Regions from separate parts of the Gossypium raimondii genome. Here region 1 is linked to region 2. The links are chromatin contacts, called in public Hi-C maps. All regions are on one chromosome and are shown on one strand. The core of a region is the stretch at or near the end of the contact, and the rest is flanking DNA. Distances in the headings are between cores, read along the strand shown.

Region 1 (6,769 bases), core at 1,701-4,200, 190 kb after region 2:
CAAATGAAAACTGTATGGTTACTTTGTAATTTGCTTCTTCTTTTCTTACCTGGAGAGATGCATGGGTGCTCGTGTGGCATGTTTCTTAATCCTTCAGTCCGGGCTGGACTATGGTTGAGCCATTTTCTATAACATTTTTCCTTCCATCACTCTGCAAATCCCCAATAATAACATATTCAAGCAAATATTTTCCATCTCTCGTCTAAATGACCATTTTCAATTACCGTTTGGCATTTGATAGACAAGTCCTTAAAATGCGAATGAAGGTGACCCCAACAGCCAACACGTATGCTTGAGCAGTTTTTAAGTTTTAGCAGTAGAGAACCAAAAACCTAGCTTAAGTCAAACTTAATTCAAGTTAAATAGGACTCGTATAAGCCTATAAACACCATAATTCCTGTAGCAAAAAAGGAAACTAGAGAACTTCATGCCTACATTGTGAAATATACATCAACAAACCAGCCGCTGTTCTCATGTATCTTCTGCAAGGCTTTGAGTTACAAAAGCACTTTAACAAATATCAGACACACAGACATATAATCCACCATTTACTGATTATATATTTACTCTTGAAAGAAGATATCTTCTTTTGAGGATCATTTCAATGAAGGCAAGTAACATTAGAAACCTGGCAAAAAGTACACAACTAGGACCTTGACTTTTTAGAAACTGAATATCTCATTGCATAAAATTATCTGGAGTTGAACTCCAACTAGAAGTAAGAAAGAAAATTATTAATAATTAAATGCGGAAGATTAAAAATGTTATTGCTTTCTCTAATTCCTGAAATGACCCTAAATAATGGAAGGAGAAAAAGCCCATGAAATCAGTAAAGAAGCAGTCTCAGATAATTCACTCATCAATTAATACATGTCCATACTTGAAACAGAAAGATCAAAATATGTTTCCATGAGGGTGGTCTAAGAAAATAAATAAGCAATCGAAGTGAAAGTTTCATAAATTTGAGAGTAAAGTAGAATATTGTGTACAGCAAGTGTGAAAACATGTCTAATAAAAGGAAAAGAAAGATAACTTGAGTTGATAGCTGAATGGATATGAAATTGTTGCACCTGGTGAATCAATTGAATTTAAAATCCCATGGGCATGAAGCAAAAATATAACAAAAAAAAAAGGGGGATTCTCAAGCATCAACATGTAGTCATCAGCTCTTATAAGGCTGTGCTCTGTTTTTGTTGTAGTAGTTGGGAAAATATTCACATAAATGGTATATATTGTTAAACATACATCAGAACAGGGGAGAAGCCCTGAATTTTTCAGATAAATATTTGAAAGCATGGCCATCCATGCAACATTCACCTGAAAAAAAAAATAAAGAGAAAAATGGAGGAAAATCCTTTATTCGTGACTTCATATGGCATTTGCTCGAATATTTTATATGTACATACTGACTTAACACAGAACGGAAAGTGAAATAACATTTTTTTAGTTACTACTTCTTACCCAGTTATTTATAGCTCATAATGGCCTCTAACAAAACCTCACATCAAGTCAAACAGAAGGAAGAAATAACTAAGTTTCAATTAGATAAAGGGTTAGAAAGCTCACATTTGATTACAAAGAGAGGCAAGGTTCATCCCCTTTATTCTTTCCAGTTATATGGTGCACGCTCGACAACTAAATAATCATCCCTGATATCCTTCACAACTCGTATCTCATCATCAAGGTAGACAGTTTCAAACCTATACAGAATCTTACAATCAGAAAAACACTTCTCGGCTTTCTCAAAAAGAACAGGAAACCGTATCCATAAGAAATTGCCATCAAACACAAGGAAATATTCACTATCAGTATTAAACATGTTTTTACCGAATTGCAACTTAAGAAAAGGCATCAAGGAGGAGTGGACCTTATTGTCAAATGCTAAACTTGGAACCCAGAGTTCCTAATGTAAATCAAGACCTAAAATTATGTATTACTGCAAAATAAATGAGAATTACTACAGTCAATAATATATATAAAAAAGATACAAGTACTCACCAACCCTGCCCAAATGGAGGCAATGGGAACTCCCAGTTTTTCCCCCTGAGAACCGCACTCGTAAACCTACAAATTCAAAATCCAATTTTGTTCAGTCGTTAAGCGAGAGGAAAAGAAGGAAAAGTAGGTTTTGCAGAAGAAGAAGTAATTACTTGAAATTCACTCTCTGAGACGACGCAATTTCAATGCTGGACCGAACGAAGAAAACTCCGTCGGGTGGAAAGGTAATGACGTTATTGAGAGTCTTGTTGTCGACGTCTATGACCTGCAAAACGTCGCCGGCTTGAGTACCGAAGAGGTAAGCTTTCTCTATAATGAAGAGCTGCTCTTTCTCCGTAGTCCATAGAAGCCGCCACGTGGCGGATAGGGAGTCGCCTGTGGTGACAGTATTGCGGCCCAGAACGGCCATGGCATCAATGGATTTGATTATTGAATCGCGTTTGTTAGTGTCGTTTTGGGTTTTGAGACCCCGCTCCTGGTCGGAGATGAGATTGAGGAGGTGCTGTTTGGCTGATTGGGATTGGGTAGTGAGGGAGGAGCATGTGATTTTAGGTTTAGGATTATGAGGAGGCCGTGGTTTTTGTTTGGTGGTAGTGGAGACAGTAAGAGGAGACGATAGAGTGAGAGCTGCGAGTGACATGGTGCTTGGGTTTCTCTATTTCTTCGCGCCACCACCAACAGATTAAAAAAAAAAATTGAAATTTGTGGTTCAAACACAGTGGGAATTTGGGGGATAAAACTGTAATCAATGGCGTCCAATCTCCCAATTTCAATTTTCTGGGCCAACCCAAAATAGCTGTTTATGATTGGTTGGGATCGACACCAGTAACCGAGGAATACTATACGTGAATTGAAGGCTTTTTCCGATTTCTTGCTTGCTTGTCTCCTGCCTGACATTGTTCTAGGATGGCATGGCGGCTTCATAGCTCTGTGTCGTTGCCTGCTTTCACCTTTCAAATGCATGTGAGCTTAGAGCTTATCTGTCTGTTTTTTAACATTTTACAAAGAGAAGCTCATACTTGAGCCGATGGTGAAATTTTGCTAATTAAAAGATTTACCGCGAAACTTGCTGAATACACAATGTTGTGTTTTTCTTCTTCTTTTTAATCAAGTATTCCTGCTGATTTAAGATTTAATATTCATCTTAATTATCAATTTTACAGTTATAAAAACAGACTACAAGTACACCAAATACTTTAACTTATTTTTAAATAATAATAATATAACCATATGAAAATGAAAATACTTAATTCAAATTTATTTTTGAAAAAGATATAATTGAAAGAACTATAATATATCACTTGCTTCCCTTTGTGATTAATAATTTATTTTTCTCACAACCCAGACATAGGGTTAATGACATATTCGTGCTGGTTTACTACAATTCTATTTCCATAGATTGGACCAAACTAAGAGGCCTTGAGACCTTCTAAGTTCAGAAACCAAGGCCCTAAAAATGGAATACTAAAATTCATGTAGGAAGTTTGTTTATTTTATACATGTTCCCCGACGTGTAAACATCAGGCTCCAATTAAAATTTGAATATAATGATAGAACCTCCACCCAAAATGTATTCACTCAAAACATCTTGTGTTAGTGATGAAAACAGTGATATGTGAACTTAACAAAATAGCAGGGACAGGAGATGCATCAAACTGCAATTCCATGATTACTAATTTTTGAAACCTCCTTTGTCAAAACATTCCGTTCTCGCTTTGCCTGAGACGCAAGGTTGGAAACCTGCAAATCAATTATTCCATATAAGCAATGTTTCCAAGGAAAACAGCAGCAGTCATCCAGGTTTATGGTCTATGCATTTCATTATATGACAATCAATATACTTATATATATATATTCAAAAACCAAGTCCATTCATAATATTCGGAGAACATACCTGCGATCGAAACCGAGATGCTTCTCTGCTTGGAAGTTCTCCAAGGGTATCTTTTAGTCCTGATGCAACATAATATAAGGAAGTTTTCTCAGCCATACAAATGCTGAAAATAATTCAATGAACCTAATTGAGAGAAAGTACTTGAATACCTGCTGCTTGTCTTTCAATCTTATAAGCTGACTGAATTACACTTCGGATCTGCTTGCCCGCTTGCCTGAAACAAAATTGAATATGTCCAATGGCAACAATTAGCCTCAAGAGGCAGAAGTTAACATTACACTGCACTTCATTTGAAATTACAAACCTGAGTTTTGTCCGGCCACGGATCAGCTCGTCTTCGGCTACTGATGCACTTCGCTGGAAGCATAAATTTATGAAATATATTTCATATATGCTTGATTAAAGGACTTAAGTTGATCTAGGGAAATGATCCACTATAATTTGTGCAATACACATTTCCTAATGATATTCTAATGTACATTAAAGTTTTACCAAATAGGAACTAGAAGTCAATGTAATTCCAGGATGTATATTAAGAAAAAGAAACTTTTGAAGTGGATATATGCATCACCGCATGAACAGTTTGTTGGATAAAAGCTGTTTGAAAAGTCATTTCAGCAATTTAGATACTTTTCAGTTCCTGGGGATTACTGATTCCCATTGAACACACAACCCAAAGCACTAATTAAAACAGCTCAAGTATACCTTAGGAAACAGTGAATTCTCTATTCTCATCAACATTTCATTCTTACCTTTAGATTATTATTAAAAAAAGAAAGAAAAGCTATAACTTATGTGTTTAACACAGAAGAATTCTAGAATCAGCCGAAACCAAGAGTATAAGTTCTGTACCACTGATGAACTTTCATGCATAAACTATGTACTTTTTAGGATAAGTGTATTTAACAATCCAATAAGCAGAAAAAATCCTGCTATTGAAAAACCAGCACAAACCAGAGGAAGATAATTTTTGCTTCTTGGTTCAAAATCCTAATTTTCTGATACAGCCAGTTTGTAGAGATATCAGGGAAAATAAAATAGAAAACCTAAATTTTACATCACCAAGAATAGCCTATAAAACAACACTAGAAGACGGAGTAGATATGCTGAACTATACACCAGTGGCTAGACACTGTACATAGAACAGATGTCCAAAATAATAAAAACATGAAACAACAGAGGCACATGATAATAGAATGCTTGCCAATAATTTTCATCAGTTAAATCTAATGGGGAAAATGTTACCTCTAACTTCTCACTTTCAGCCTTGAGACGGTCAATTGATTGTCTCAGTTCCTTTACTCTAATATCAGCTTTGGAAATCAAGGACTGCAACAACAAATAGTAGGACATAAATGATAGTGGCTTTAAACTGATAAGATGTTTAATGAGTGTTGCCAACTATAATGAGCTTTCTTTTTTTGGTTCAAAATAATCTAATAAATTCAGAAAGATGCTTCCTGAACTGAGTGATTGTGTCGTAAACAGTAAAAACTGATAAAAACATCACTGCATGGACCATGATGTGCAAAAAGAAATAGAAGATCCAAAAAACAGTTTGGGAGGCATTCATTCAAGCAATATGGAAGAAGAAGCTAGAAAAAGCTCCTCCAACATTACTACAACAAGCTGTTTCAACTTTCCCTTGACATATCAAAATTCTACTACCTTCTATGCTGCAAACTTAAATAATCCTTAGAGTTGATACAAATTTGGGATAGCCAATTGTTTCCATACTTTTACCATGAAAAATGTGTATGATTGCAAGTAGGTTAACAGATTTGAACTTTCAGGAAGAAAATGGAATTCAAGATTCTGTTGCAGGTAGGTATGGATTTCACTCTTTGAGAAATTGTAGTTTATACAGACCTAACATTCCAATGTCCTGGGAGGGTAACTTTTTGCATGTAGTTAGAAATCTCATTCATGTCCTTTTCTAAAATCCAAAATGAGAATAAGTAGTGTGTCTTCCAGAATCCAAATTGAGTATATGTATTTATTAGCTAAATAAACCCACCAACAAAAAGGACAGAAAGGGGACTCAATAAATCATAACGTATAAGGCGAACGATATTTAACTCACCTCTTCGCTCTGAAAAAGACGCAAAGTCTTGTAATACAGTAAATGTCTTGGCCCTGGACATTGCAACAACTAGAAGTAAGAAGATGAAGAGAATTGCTTAATATGTCATTTAAGGAATTAAGCAAACTTGGCACTTGCAAGGCTGGGAATCGTAAACCTGCAAGTTCTCTAAGGAACAACTTTATCAGGACCCCTTAACAATTCTAAAACACTTAAACTAATCATTAAAATTGGTCATGACAAACAACACCAGACCATAGAAAGAGCTAGTCTCAATGAATAGCGAGTTATGCATATACATTTGCTCGTACAATTACATGGTAGCATCATTTTCATCATATACAAAAAGGATAGAGACGGTTTTAATTGATGCCCATTGTTGCATATACAACCTAGGAACCATACTTTTAAGTACCAGGAATCCCAAGCCAACAGCAGCACCGCCGGTGATCAATGGATTCGAAGCTGCAATATTAATCCCCTCTGCAACAAAAATGTGAAACCTCAAAACCGAAAATTAATTCTTCAAGTTACAAGCAGAACGTGCATGGATTGAATGGGTTGACGGAACAGACCTTTAACTTTGCCGAATGCCAAATCCTCGTAAACATCAAGTTGTGATTTGACATCTTTAAGTGACTCCTAGCAATTTAAAAGTATATAATAAAATAAAATAAATTTCCCCTTCTCCTAATTCTCGGCTAAAAAGAGAGAGAGAGAAGCGTACAATGGTTAGATTAAAATGAGCTGAGGAGGTGGAGCGAATTTCTGAAAGTCGAGATCTAGAAGCTTTG
Region 2 (6,399 bases), core at 2,081-4,580:
GTATCAATCAGGGATCAAATCACAATAAAAATAAAAAGATAGGAAAATTTTACAAACATGGGTCACATGACTGCATCCTCTGACCGTGTGGAAGGGATGAGGTTGTTTGGGTGGATTACATGGCCGTGTGGGTGAAAAGTGTAAATATTCAAAAGATGTCACACGGTCTTGTCATCAGGCCGTGTAACAAACTGTGGCCGTGTGCACCAAATTCGACCTAAATGTGCAGATCACACGGACGTGCCATATGCCAGTGTACGGCACACAACCATGTATCAAGCCGTGTCAACCTATAAATACCTTCCAAAACAAGCTTTTTAACCTTAATCACTTATACCACAAGTAACACTTCATACTAAGTTTCAACAAATTCGAATGCATTAATATAACATCAAAAGCAACACATATATCAATCAACCTAAGTACCTAACCAATATGCCACAATTGACACCTCAATTTAACAATTAGAATTCAAACAAAACATCATATTCAACAAATCCAATATGCCTTCCAAGGCACCTCAAAACAATTAAGATAACATACATCATTTGACCACTTTAAACACCATTTAACAATGATTCAATATCAAGCATATAAACATACACAAGCCATACCAAAACCCTTCAACGTAGCAAGTACAAACCATTCTTTTACTAATTACCTCAAGCATATTACCTTATCAACACCAACCAATTCAACAAGACAACATTGCCATCACTCACATATTTATACATATATATACAAGGTTCTCAAAATGCCAACAAAATCCAAATTAAGCATTATTTAACCAAAGACTCCTTAAGTACATGTCATGACCCAAATCAAACTATTACCAACTTTTGAGTCCGGGATTGTCACTATATGCTGAGTCGATGATTGAAATGTAAAGTACCTAACTTGCACATGAAAACAAAACCGTACGCTAATTAAACTCAGTGGTATTTCTATAATCCGAACATTAAAACATAACATAGTACATTCAAATGCGCGAGTTAGAAGTAATGGATGATATGCAAATTAACATGTAAATTTCCACTTTTTCATAGCTTCTATTAACAAAATTAACAAAAGTACTAATATGTAGCATTACACTACCATTTCACATTCATTGAATCATTAAACTTTAATATCCTTTTTCATCTCAATTTATAATAATCAATTTCTAAAGTCCACAACATAATCATCAACCAATCATCAATTTACATATGTGACAAGATAACTCATCACAATTGAATTCAATTGCATAATTATAACATTATATCATATTTTTAAAACTATTCAATTTAGTCCTCATCACCAACAACTAATTCAAATCGATTCAATTTAGCTCGTTCTATCATTTCCAGGTTACCTTATGTTATTACTATGCAACATAGTTCGTAAATGCAACAATTGAAAAAGGTTTGAGTTATAAAAATACAAACCGTAAACTCCGAGCTATTCGTCAATGACTTTGTCTTTTCCTTCCTTTTTTGAGAAATCCAGGTCGATGATAGCTATGGATTAACACAAACATACCAGTTCATCAATATACAAACAAACTCATACTTAATTGTAAATTTATGAAACTTTTGTATTTTTTCAATTTAGTCCCTAAGAATGGGACTATAGTACTTCTAGGACCTTTTATTTCTCATTTTTACCACTATTTTTGAAATTTATGCATTTTAGTCCCTATCGCACAAAATCATCAATTGACTTTACAATTTAGTCCTTTTCAACTCTAAATTTAAAATCTATCAAATTAACACCAAAACTTTAACTATTCAACAATAGTAACATCCTAAATCTTTAATAGTATAAAAAATACAACATGGGTCAACTAACTTAAACTATCAGGATTCCGAAAACATAGAAATTATAAGAAAAAAAACTAAATTGAACATACCAATTGAAGGTTTAAACTTTGAAACCCTTTGGTCGTTGGTCTCCTATTTTTCTTTCTCTTCGATTCGGTTTTTGCATGAAAATGGATTAAATGTTTTTTTTCACCTACTTTTCCCACTAACTTGTTTATTATTATGTTTTATTTATTAAATTAATTTGTTAAAATTTTATCACATTTTCTTCGATTACAAAGTACATTACCATCCACTATCACTATAATAGTGGTTTAATTACTATAAAATCCCTCAATCAAGTTCTACTTATTAATTCATTAACAATTAAACTTGATATTTTTATGATTTAGTCCCTGCACCTTAATTTAGCAATAATTTGATAAAAATTACCTAACCGAAATTCAATTCACTTCTAACACAACTCCATAAATATTTAATAAAAAATTTACGAATCTGGTTTATGAAAACAGGATTCCAAAATCTCACTTTTCGACATCACTGACTTTTGAATCATTACATAACTGCTAAGACATATTGTTGTGGAGAAGAAAATGGAGGATGGACTTTATCACTATACTTTGGGGACCAATTCAAGCATTGTCATTAAAGACATGAGGGAGGATAAGGAGTGACGACCTCCTAACAAGTAGTAGCTTGAGTTTGTATCCATCTATTACCCAACGAAGGAATGGGCACTACCTTTGGTTGCTAGATTTGGTGTATGTTGTGGAGCTCTTTCATGTGCTGGTTATTTTTTGGTTGTTGCATAAGTAAATGATATCAAGAATTCTTTCTTCAATAGAGACATGCCATGATATTGGCTAGCACCTATGTTTAGGCATTGGCTTCAAAACGTGACCTTAGTGGTATGGTTGAGATTAGACCTGTCCATGGGCCGAGCCGGGCCCGAAAAAATTTTTGGCCCAACTCTTAGGCGGGCCCTACCCTACCAAATATGGGCCTAAAATTTTGCCTGAACCCGACCGAAAAAAATAATAAGCCCGAGCCCACTACTACCGATTTTTAATAAACACAAAAAATATTTTAAAAATAAAAAAATAAAAAAATATTTTTAAAGTATTTTAAAATTAAAAAATAAAAAAATATATATATTTATTATATTTGGGCCGACCGGGCTCGAGCCAAAAAAGTTAAGCCCGAGCCCGGCCCATTTTTTAAACGGGCCTCGTTTTTTTGCCCAAGCCCATATTTCGGGCCTATATTTTTACCCGAACCCTCCCATATTTCGGGCGGGCCATCGGGTCGGGCCGGGCCACCCGGCCCATGGACAGGTCTAGTTGAGATATGAGGTTGGGACCCTTGTGCTATGGTTTGTTGGTCTCTTTTTGGATTGTTTTAGGGCCCAACTACATATTTAGAACAAGAACTAATGGGCTTATGTAAAACAAATGAAGTCACCAAATAGGCCCGGACGAATATCCAAATTAACCGACCACCGGAGAAAATGAATCCGAATTGTTCCTGATCCACCCCATTTTCAGAACCCGAACGGGAAACTAAAAACCCCTTATTTTGGGTTTAGGGTTTTACCCGTACCAAGCAGCACTACCCATATTCCACCATGGCGCGATTCCAAAGATCCGCAGTCCCGCGCCTCCTTTACACCTTGTACTCCACCAAAGCGGCGCCCTACTGTTCCCCCTCCCCGACCGCCGCCCTCCTCCTGGGGAACTTCGAGGTCCGTCATTTCGCTGCTGGCAACGTCGCGCGAGCAAAGGACGACAAAGAACCATGGTGGAAAGAGTCCATGGAACGACTCCGAAACATCGGAATCTCCGCTCACATCGACTCGGGAAAGACCACACTGACAGAGCGGGTTCTCTATTATACCGGCCGGATCCACGAGATCCACGAGGTTCGCGGGAAAGACGGCGTCGGAGCAAAGATGGATTCCATGGATTTAGAAAGAGAGAAAGGAATTACTATCCAATCTGCTGCCACGTATTGCACCTGGAAAGATTACCAGGTTCGTATGGTATTTTGAATTTGACCTAATTTGACTCTTTGTGTTACTTATTATGACGTGCAAATTTTCCATCTGCTGTTTCAGATTAATATAATCGATACGCCTGGTCACGTTGATTTTACGATTGAAGTCGAGAGGGCGCTGCGTGTTCTTGACGGTGCCATTTTAGTTCTGTGTAGCGTTGGTGGTGTACAAAGTCAGTCAATTACTGTTGATCGGCAAATGAGAAGATACGAGGTGCCAAGACTCGCATTTATTAACAAGCTCGATCGAATGGGAGCTGATCCATGGAAAGTTCTCAACCAGGTACATTCATGTAACTGAATTGATGTTATTGAACTTCACACATTTAACAGTGGCATTCTGATCGTTTCTGTGCCTGGTGTCAGGCAAGGTCTAAGCTTCGGCATCATACTGCGGCTGTGCAAGTTCCAATTGGTTTGGAAGAAAACTTTAAGGGACTTATCGACCTTGTGCAGCTAAAAGCTTATTATTTTCATGGTTCCAGCGGGTTTGTTTCGATCTCTCTGGTTCACTTAATTTTTCTTCGTGTAACAGCCATTTTCATTTCCTGTTCTTTCTTTTTCGTCATATAATAACTATTGCAGAGAAAAAGTTGTGTCTGAGGGTATACCAGCAGATATGGAAGCCATAGTTGCAGAAAAGAGACGTGAACTAATAGAAGTGGTTTCTGAAGTGGATGATAAACTAGCTGAAGCATTTCTAAATGATGAGCCTATTTCCCCTGCTGATCTTGAGGTCTGTCCGGGGACTGGTGATTTATTTAATTCTTTTTTTTCTACTGATAGAAAGTGTATTTGATGCTGCCCATCTAGTGTCCCTTTTGCATTTAAAAAATGGCAGAGAAAATAGCATGCCTGCCTTCACTTTGACTTGATGCCCATCAAATATTCAGGGTCCATGCTTGCTTCTGAAATTTGAATATGGATGTTATGGGCTGATGGCCTTTCACTGGATTTACGATGATCCTTCATGTTGAATGGTCTTTCATTGTACTCTATATGTGCTGTACGGGTGGATGATGGAGGCTTTTTCTTGCATCAAATGTTACAATGTGAAATTAGCTTAACTATTACCCAAGTGTAGACCACAACATTTATTTTTCTATTGTTTTAACCTTACAATTCTATATGTTGCTGCTTCTTTTTACTTGATTTATGAACTTGATGTGAGTTCTAAAATTTGTAGCTTGCTCTGAGCAGGAAGCAGTTCGTAGGGCAACCATAGCACGGAAGTTTGTTCCTGTATTCATGGGTAGTGCATTCAAAAACAAGGTATTTTATGATTAATTCTGTTCTTTGGTTCCCATTAATTTCAGTCACCCAACTTCTGACAATAAGGCAGCCATCAGAATTTCCATTATTTTATTTGTTTATTTATCTGTTGGATTATTAGATGCCACTTATTTGATACTTTCTCTTCTGCACAGGGTGTACAACCGCTTTTAGATGGTGTCCTTAGTTACTTGCCATGCCCAATTGAAGTCAGTAACTATGCTCTTGATCAAACAAAGAATGAAGAAAAGGTATAAAATTGATACTTCAAGTCCTCCCAAAAAGGTTTTGCTGAATCTGGTCAGAAACCTTTTTTTAATGTAATTCTTTTGTAATTCTCTTGTAGGTAATGTTGCCTGGAACCCCAGATGGACCACTTGTAGCATTAGCTTTTAAGTTGGAGGAAGGGCGGTTTGGTCAGCTAACATATCTGAGGTAATGCTGCTGCATCATTTTCCGTTGTTGTAGCGTATGTATTTCATGCTAAATTACCTAACAATAATTTATATTGGTGAAGAGTCTACGAGGGTGTGGTTCGGAAGGGTGATTTTATAGTCAACGTAAATACAGGAAAGAAGATTAAGGTAAGTTTTTTTTTTTTTGGTTTCATGTTCTCTTGCTCTAATTTTTTCATTCCGTTTCTTGAGCTTCTGTTTTATTTGATCTTTTTGGGCAAACACATCCCGTTTTTTGTAGTGGATGTTTTATTTGTTGTCTGTGAGTGTGAATTGGTCTTGAGCTGAGTTAGATGGACCTCCACAAATTCATGTATCAAACTAAAATGCGTTCTTGGTTAGCATTTTGTGATTTTGATAGAAAACACTATCAGTTGAGATTTTGAAATGCTGTTACCTATGATGTTTGATCAAGTATCTTCCATATGCATGTTGATTCCAACCTAATACGCAAGGTGACTGCTCATCAAAATTGGGTAACATTGGTTCTTTTATTAATTATAATGTTCATAAATTGTATGGTTCTGTTAAGTCAGGACATATGTCATTTTTGGTGTTCCGTTTTATGTGATAGACTTCCATGACACTGAAATACATTTTTTCATTTTAACATAATTTGTTTGTTTGTCTCCTCTTTCCCTTGCTCTATAACTGCTAACCTTATCCTCGGGGTTTAGTATACAATAATACAAGCTAAATATTTTTCATTTTGTCCCAGGTGCCTCGTTTGGTTCGGATGCATTCTAATGAAATGGAGGTTGGGCTTTTCTTAACATCAGTCTCAGTAATTATGCGAATGGTGGGACCTTTAAATAGTAGTT

The links. Hi-C and Micro-C count contacts between places; a contact is called where the count stands out from the background.
Region 1: a Hi-C map of leaf shows a contact between it and region 2, with 5 times the contacts expected there. The contact joins the promoter of LOC105797717 here to the promoter of LOC105797779 in region 2. A contact is called at or near these places in 2 of 2 Hi-C or Micro-C datasets (both in leaf).

Annotation. Positions count from the first base shown.
Region 1 is chr7:28,013,137-28,019,905 of ASM2569854v1, forward strand. LOC105797717 (probable plastid-lipid-associated protein 11, chloroplastic) reads right to left here and starts at 2,951. Exons shown (of 6, transcript XR_008197723.1): 1 at 2,151-2,951; 2 at 1,999-2,064; 3 at 1,567-1,700; 4 at 225-1,317; 5 at 50-151. LOC105797710 reads right to left here. Exons shown (of 9, transcript XM_012627642.2): 1 at 6,703-6,769; 2 at 6,551-6,617; 3 at 6,381-6,458; 4 at 5,976-6,028; 5 at 5,138-5,221; 6 at 4,197-4,249; 7 at 4,042-4,106; 8 at 3,893-3,951; 9 at 3,277-3,738. The coding sequence ends at 3,649.
Region 2 is chr7:27,826,434-27,832,832 of ASM2569854v1, forward strand. LOC105797779 (elongation factor G-1, mitochondrial) reads left to right here and starts at 3,331. Exons shown (of 20, transcript XM_012627705.2): 1 at 3,331-3,828; 2 at 3,913-4,134; 3 at 4,218-4,339; 4 at 4,437-4,587; 5 at 5,052-5,123; 6 at 5,279-5,374; 7 at 5,470-5,558; 8 at 5,641-5,707; 9 at 6,297-6,335. The coding sequence starts at 3,424.